2 separate regions of the Canis lupus genome follow, and region 2 is linked to region 1. The links are chromatin contacts, called in public Hi-C maps. All regions are on one chromosome and are shown on one strand. Each heading gives the region's core, a stretch centred on a gene start, on an enhancer-like site or on the middle of the called end of the contact. The rest is flanking DNA. Distances are from core to core; before and after follow the strand shown. Region 1 holds the start of BCL2L11 (bcl-2-like protein 11). Region 2 holds the start of TMEM87B (transmembrane protein 87B).

Evidence for each region. A called contact is a pair of places that touch in the nucleus more often than the background predicts.
Region 2: a Hi-C map of blood shows a contact between it and region 1, with 4 times the contacts expected there. The contact joins the promoter of TMEM87B here to the promoter of BCL2L11 in region 1. A contact is called at or near these places in 2 of 9 Hi-C or Micro-C datasets (both in blood).

What each region holds. Positions count from the first base shown.
Region 1 is chr17:35,800,488-35,803,187 of UU_Cfam_GSD_1.0, forward strand. BCL2L11 (bcl-2-like protein 11) reads left to right here and starts at 1,353. Exons shown (of 7, transcript XR_005372402.1): 1 at 1,353-1,618; 2 at 2,498-2,634. LOC111090605 (a long non-coding RNA gene) reads right to left here and starts at 1,795. Exons shown (of 3, transcript XR_005372405.1): 1 at 1,639-1,795.
Region 2 is chr17:36,642,731-36,645,430 of UU_Cfam_GSD_1.0, forward strand. It overlaps TMEM87B (transmembrane protein 87B), which reads left to right and starts at 1,342. Exons shown (of 20, transcript XM_038561452.1): 1 at 1,342-1,533. The coding sequence starts at 1,375.

The DNA.
Region 1 (2,700 bases), core at 103-2,602:
GGCAGCGGTCCGGCGGGGCGGGCTCCCTCCCCCACGCAGGTCCAGGTCGGGGAGGGGGCGTGCGCGCAGAGCTCGGGGCGCTCGGCCGAAGTGCGCCTCGGGCCGGGGATTCCGCGCGCCAGGGAGCGGAGAAGCTTCTCGGGGCCGGCGGGGAAAGGCAGCGCGCGCTCTCGGCGCTGTCCCGGGAGCTGCGGCCCCGCTCCTGGGTACTAGGCTGCGCGGCCGGCCGGCAAGTGTCGCCGCCCTGTCCCGAGACTCCCTCCCCACCCCCCACCCCCCATTCCCCAGGTAGCGGCCGCGCCGTCGGAGCTGGTCTGGCGGCTTGGCTGTCCTCGCGTGCTCGGGCCCGTTGCGGAGGATTTGCGGAACTGCGGCGGTTCTTTCACTGGCGAGCCTCGGCTTTTTCCTTGCACCGGTTGAGGCGGAGGTTTCAGGGCGGCTGCAGCGTTCGCGCTCTTCTGGACGTGCCTGGGGGCGCCCTGCCCTGCCCGGGCCGCGGCTGCGCCGCAGACACCAGCAGCCGCACGATCCCGACGGCGAGGGGCCGAGGGCCGCCGATCGCCGGCGCCACGCGATGGGCGAGCCTCGGGCCGCAGGACCTGCTCCGTGCGTGGGGCACCCCCACTCCCTCGCAGTGCGCCGGGCGGTGCGGTGCCCTCGGGGGCCTGTTACTCGGTGTCCGAGCTCGTGGCGGAAGACCCGCCGGCCGCGGGAGACCGGGGCGTGGATGTGTTCGTTGTCTGCCGCGCTCACGGGTGCGCGCGGACATGCGTGCCCGTGGCCAGTGGCGGCGGCTTGGATTTGGAGCGTACGCGCCGCGCTCGGGGAAGAAGAGGGAGGAATTTGTGGAGGACGGTGGGTGCCCCGGCTAGGGGAAGGGGCGGCCTTTGGGGTCTTCGGCCAGCCGGCCCGGGCGGGGGTCGGCGGCCAGCGGCAAGGACTGGGGTCCGAGGTCGGCTCTGCGGGTGCGGAGAGCGCGAGGCTCCTGCTTTGTCTCCAGGTGACCGGCCTGGCGCGGCGGGAACCCGGAGGCTCGCGCGGCCCCCGGACGGGCACAGGCGGGGCGGGCTGGGGGGCACCTGGGCAGCTCGGGTCGCCGGGACTCCCGCCGCGGCCGCCGGGGCCGGGGCCGGGGCAGCCTTCGGAGGCGAGTTTGTCAACAATCGCCTCGCCTTTGGCGGCCTGGCCCGTAGGCGCCGCCCCCGCGGGCGGCGGCTATTGGCTGCGGCGGGGAGCGAGCGCGCGCGGGCCAATTGGGAGCGCGGGCACCCGGCGCCAGCGGCGCGGGGAGGTCGGCGGTGCCGGCGGCGGCGGGCGCAGTGCGCGAGGGGAGGAGCGGGAGGAGGCGGAGGATGTTCCCGGCGGCGGCGGCCGGGGCAGCGCGGGCCAGAGGCGCGGCGCGGGGAGCCCTGGGCTGCCCGGCGGAGCGCGGCGGCGGCGGGCGGGCGGCCGGTGGTGGGCTCTGCGCGGCCCCGGGGGCTCTGAACGCGAGTCCCGGGCTTTGTCTCCCGCGCTCCCTTCGTGCTGACGGTCAGGGGGCTCCGGGTCGGCGAAGGACGCGGGCGGGACGCCGCGGGGCCCGGGCCCGGACGCGACGATCGGAAGGGAAGGGGCGGACGTGAGTTTCGGCCCGAATACCTCCACAGGGCAGGGTCGGTGGGACGCAGGGGCCGCGCGCCCGGGGAGCCTAGTGTGCGGAGTTACTTGGGCACTTTGCAGGGGGCGCCCGGGGACGGCTTCGGGGGTCACTGCCCCCCACTTGGAGGTGTGCACCCCACTGTGCGGGTTCGTCCGGAGAAGTTGCGTCGGGCTCCGCGCGGCGCGCTGCCCCCTGCGGGAGGAGGGGCGCGCGGGCGGGGAGCGGGAGGGACCGCGGGCGGGGAGCGCCCGAGCCCCGGCCGAGCCGCGCTCCGAGTTACAAACTCTATTGTGACGCACTTACTACGACTGCCGGCCCTTGCCAAACCTTCCCCAGACTTGCTGCCCTCAGCACTTTCGGCAGAACAATGGGGCCGGAGTGGGGAACGCGGCCAGCCGCCTGCAATCGCTGCATCTGCGCCCGCTCCTGTGCTCCAGCGCGGTATCTGATCCCGGGAAATCGGAGCCTGCTGGGAGTTTCCGACTTATTCAAGTCGGCCCTGAGCAAAGAGTGCATGTGAATACACTTAACACAAGCGGCTTCTGAAACATGTGTGTGTGTATGAGTGTGTGAGTGTGAGACAGCACCAGTTTCACATTGACCTTGTAATTGTGTTTTGTTTGGTGGCAGGAAGTTTAGTCCCACCCCCTCCCCTCCCCCCGCAAAGATAGAGGTACCTTTGTTATTTTAGGTGTGTTTTTATTCTTATTTGGAAGATCCTCAGAGAAGTGTATGAACCAACAACTTAAAGTATTTGCTGTTCTAAAAGCTTTGGAGGAATCCGCAAAAGTTAGCTAAATTTACTTGTTGTAATTATTATTTTGCTTAAGATAATCTTAGTTTTTGCTTTATTTGCAGAAAAAAAGACCAAATGGCAAAGCAACCTTCAGATGTAAGTTCTGAGTGTGACAGAGAAGGTGGACAATTGCAGCCTGCTGAGAGGCCTCCTCAGCTCAGGCCTGGGGCCCCTACCTCTCTACAGACAGAACAGCAAGGTAATCCTGAAGGCGAAGGGGACCGCTGCCCCCAAGGCAGCCCTCAGGGCCCGCTGGCCCCACCAG
Region 2 (2,700 bases), core at 92-2,591, 840 kb after region 1:
CCCACTCATTTATTCTCCTTTCCCCTTTATTCCCTTTCACTATTTTTTATATTCCCCAAATGAATGAGACCATACAATGTTTGTCCTTCTCCGATTGACTTACTTCACTCAGCATAATACCCTCCAGTTCCATCCACGTTGAAGCAAATGGTGGGTATTTGTTGTTTCTAATGGCTGAGTAATATTCCATTGTATACATAGACCACATCTTTATCCATTCATCTTTCGATGGACACCGAGGCTCCTTCCAGTTTGGCTATTGTGGACATTGCTGCTAGAAACATCGGGGTGCGGGTGTCCCGGCGTTTCGTTGCATCTGTATCTTTGGGGTAAGTCCCCAGCAGTGCAATTGCTGGGTCGTAGGGCAGCTCTATTTTTAACTCTTTGAGGAACCTCCACACAGTTTTCCAGAGTGGCTGCACCAGCTCACATTCCCACCAACAGTGCAAGAGGGTTCCCCTTTCTCCACATCCTCTCCAACATTTGTGGTTTCCTGTCTTGTTAATGTTCCCCATTCTCACTGCTGTGAGGTGGTATCTCATTGTGGTTTTGATTTGTATTTCCCTGATGGCCAGTGATGCGGAGCATTTTCTCATGTGCGTGTTGGCCATGTCTATGTCTTCCTCTGTGAGATTTCTGTCATGTTTTTGCCCATTTCATGATTGGATTGTTGTTTCTTTGCTGTTGAGTTTAATAAGAGCAGAACTTTCACACGAAACCATCCCATACTCTCCTCTAAGCATCGAACCACAGGACACTGAGCAATCTGGACCTGAGTTTTCCGCCTCAGGCTGGCCCCGCCTCCCGGCCCGCCCCTCCCACTCCGGAGGCCCCGCCCCGAGCCCGCCTCTCCCCCGGCCCCGCCCCCAATCTGGCCCCGCCCCTCCCTCCCGCTCCGGCCTAGCCCCGAGGCCCGCCTCTCCCCCGGCCCCGCCCCCAATCTGGCCCCGCCCCTCCCTCCCGCTCCGGCCTAGCCCCGAGGCCCGCCTCTCCCCGGCCCCGCCCCCAATCTGGCCCCGCCCCTTCCACTCCGGAGGCCCCGCCCCGAGCCCGCCTCTCCCCGGTCCCGCCCCCAATCTGGCCCCGCCCCTCCCTCCCGCTCCGGCCCAGCCCCGAGGCCCGCCTCTACGCTCTGACCCGCCCACCCCTCCGAGCCGCGCTCTGGCTTCTTTAGCTCCACGCCGGGGCCCGGGCCTGAACCCCGCTTGTGGGGCCCGAGCCGCACCTCCTCGCCCAAGCCGAAACCTCCAGTCCACCTCCCAGCGTGAGCCCCGTCACCGACGCGAACCCGCCTCCCGGAGGCGGAGCTGCACCAGGTGCGGACGCGGGGCGTGGCGGGCGCCTTGGAGCGCCAGGTGCGGCTTCCGCGTCAAGATGGCCGCCGCCTGCCGCATCGGGGCCCGGCTGGTGTCCGGCCGCCGCCTTCCTGCCGCGGCTCCGCTGCTTCACGTCGCCCTCTGCCTCTCGTGCTGGGCCCCGGCGGTTGTGAGCGCCGTCCCGGAGCTCGGGCTCTGGGCAGCGACGGTCGACGACGTAAGTGGAGTGTGGAGACCGAGGCGTGGCGCGTCTCGGGCCCTCAGGGTCCGCGCGGAGCTCGCTCGGACCCCGGGCCTGGCCCCGGACTTGTTCATCTGGTCTTTGCCGGGCCCGGCCGGGGCACCTGACACGCTCGCTGAGCCTCTCGTCCGCCAGCGACGAGGAGAGCCCCCCTCCGGCCCGACCTGGGCGGCGGGAAGGCTCGCCCTCACAGGCTCGTGCGCGGGGACGGCTCTCCCTCCCGAGCGCCGGTACCGTTCTAAATTCCAGAATCGCCTTTCCCCAAGTGCTGGCCCGTCGCGGCGCCCTGACGCCCCCTGGCTCGATCCCTTGGCGCTCGGTCGGGCCGGCGTCTGGGCCGTTTGACCTTACCTGGGGTTTCGGGTGCAGCCGCAGGGCCACACCCGTGAGGCCACAGAAAGGACTTTGCCAGGCTTCGCTCTCAGCATACACCTAAAGCGCATATGCCACTTTTTTTTTTTTCTTTTTCCTTTAAATGGGGAGGAAATCTGCCACCCCCACCCCTCGTTCGCTCTTCTGGGGTTCCTGAATTTCTCTAGGGCTCCTGTCACAGTTGCGGGAATGTGTGTGTGGAGATGAGGTGGGACACGTGATTAAGGAGTGTTTGAGAGGCTAGTCTTGGAGGCACGACGGTGTGTAAACTTCCCTCCTAGGACAAGCCATTTGAGAACTTGGCATCCGATAGTTACAGGAGATGATGTAGGAGCGATGCCGGAGTTGAATTTTGGAAAGTCTTGTTAAAGAGGAACGGGAAATCGGGAAGAGGCCTTATCTCCTGCTTTTCTAGTCAGATTATTCATCCAGCTGTGTTTTGAGATGAATATTTTCCACATGCATTAAAATGACGTTTGAGTTCTAAGAGCAAAACTTATATTTTGACTTAAGGAGAAAAATTTAGTACCGGAGGCTGCAGATAACTTCCTACAACGTAGAAGCTATACAGGAAGGAAGATAAGGTCTCATTCTGAATTTTTAAGACCCAGCGCTACCATTTCTTCTAGGATTCTTCTGGGTTTTGGTGTCCCATTCTATGCATCAGTGATATAGCATGCACTTCTCTATTATTGAATTTCTGAGAACCACACTTGTGGTTTCATGCTGCTGCTTTAGTGAATGTCAGTATCATAAACTAAGAGTAAACAA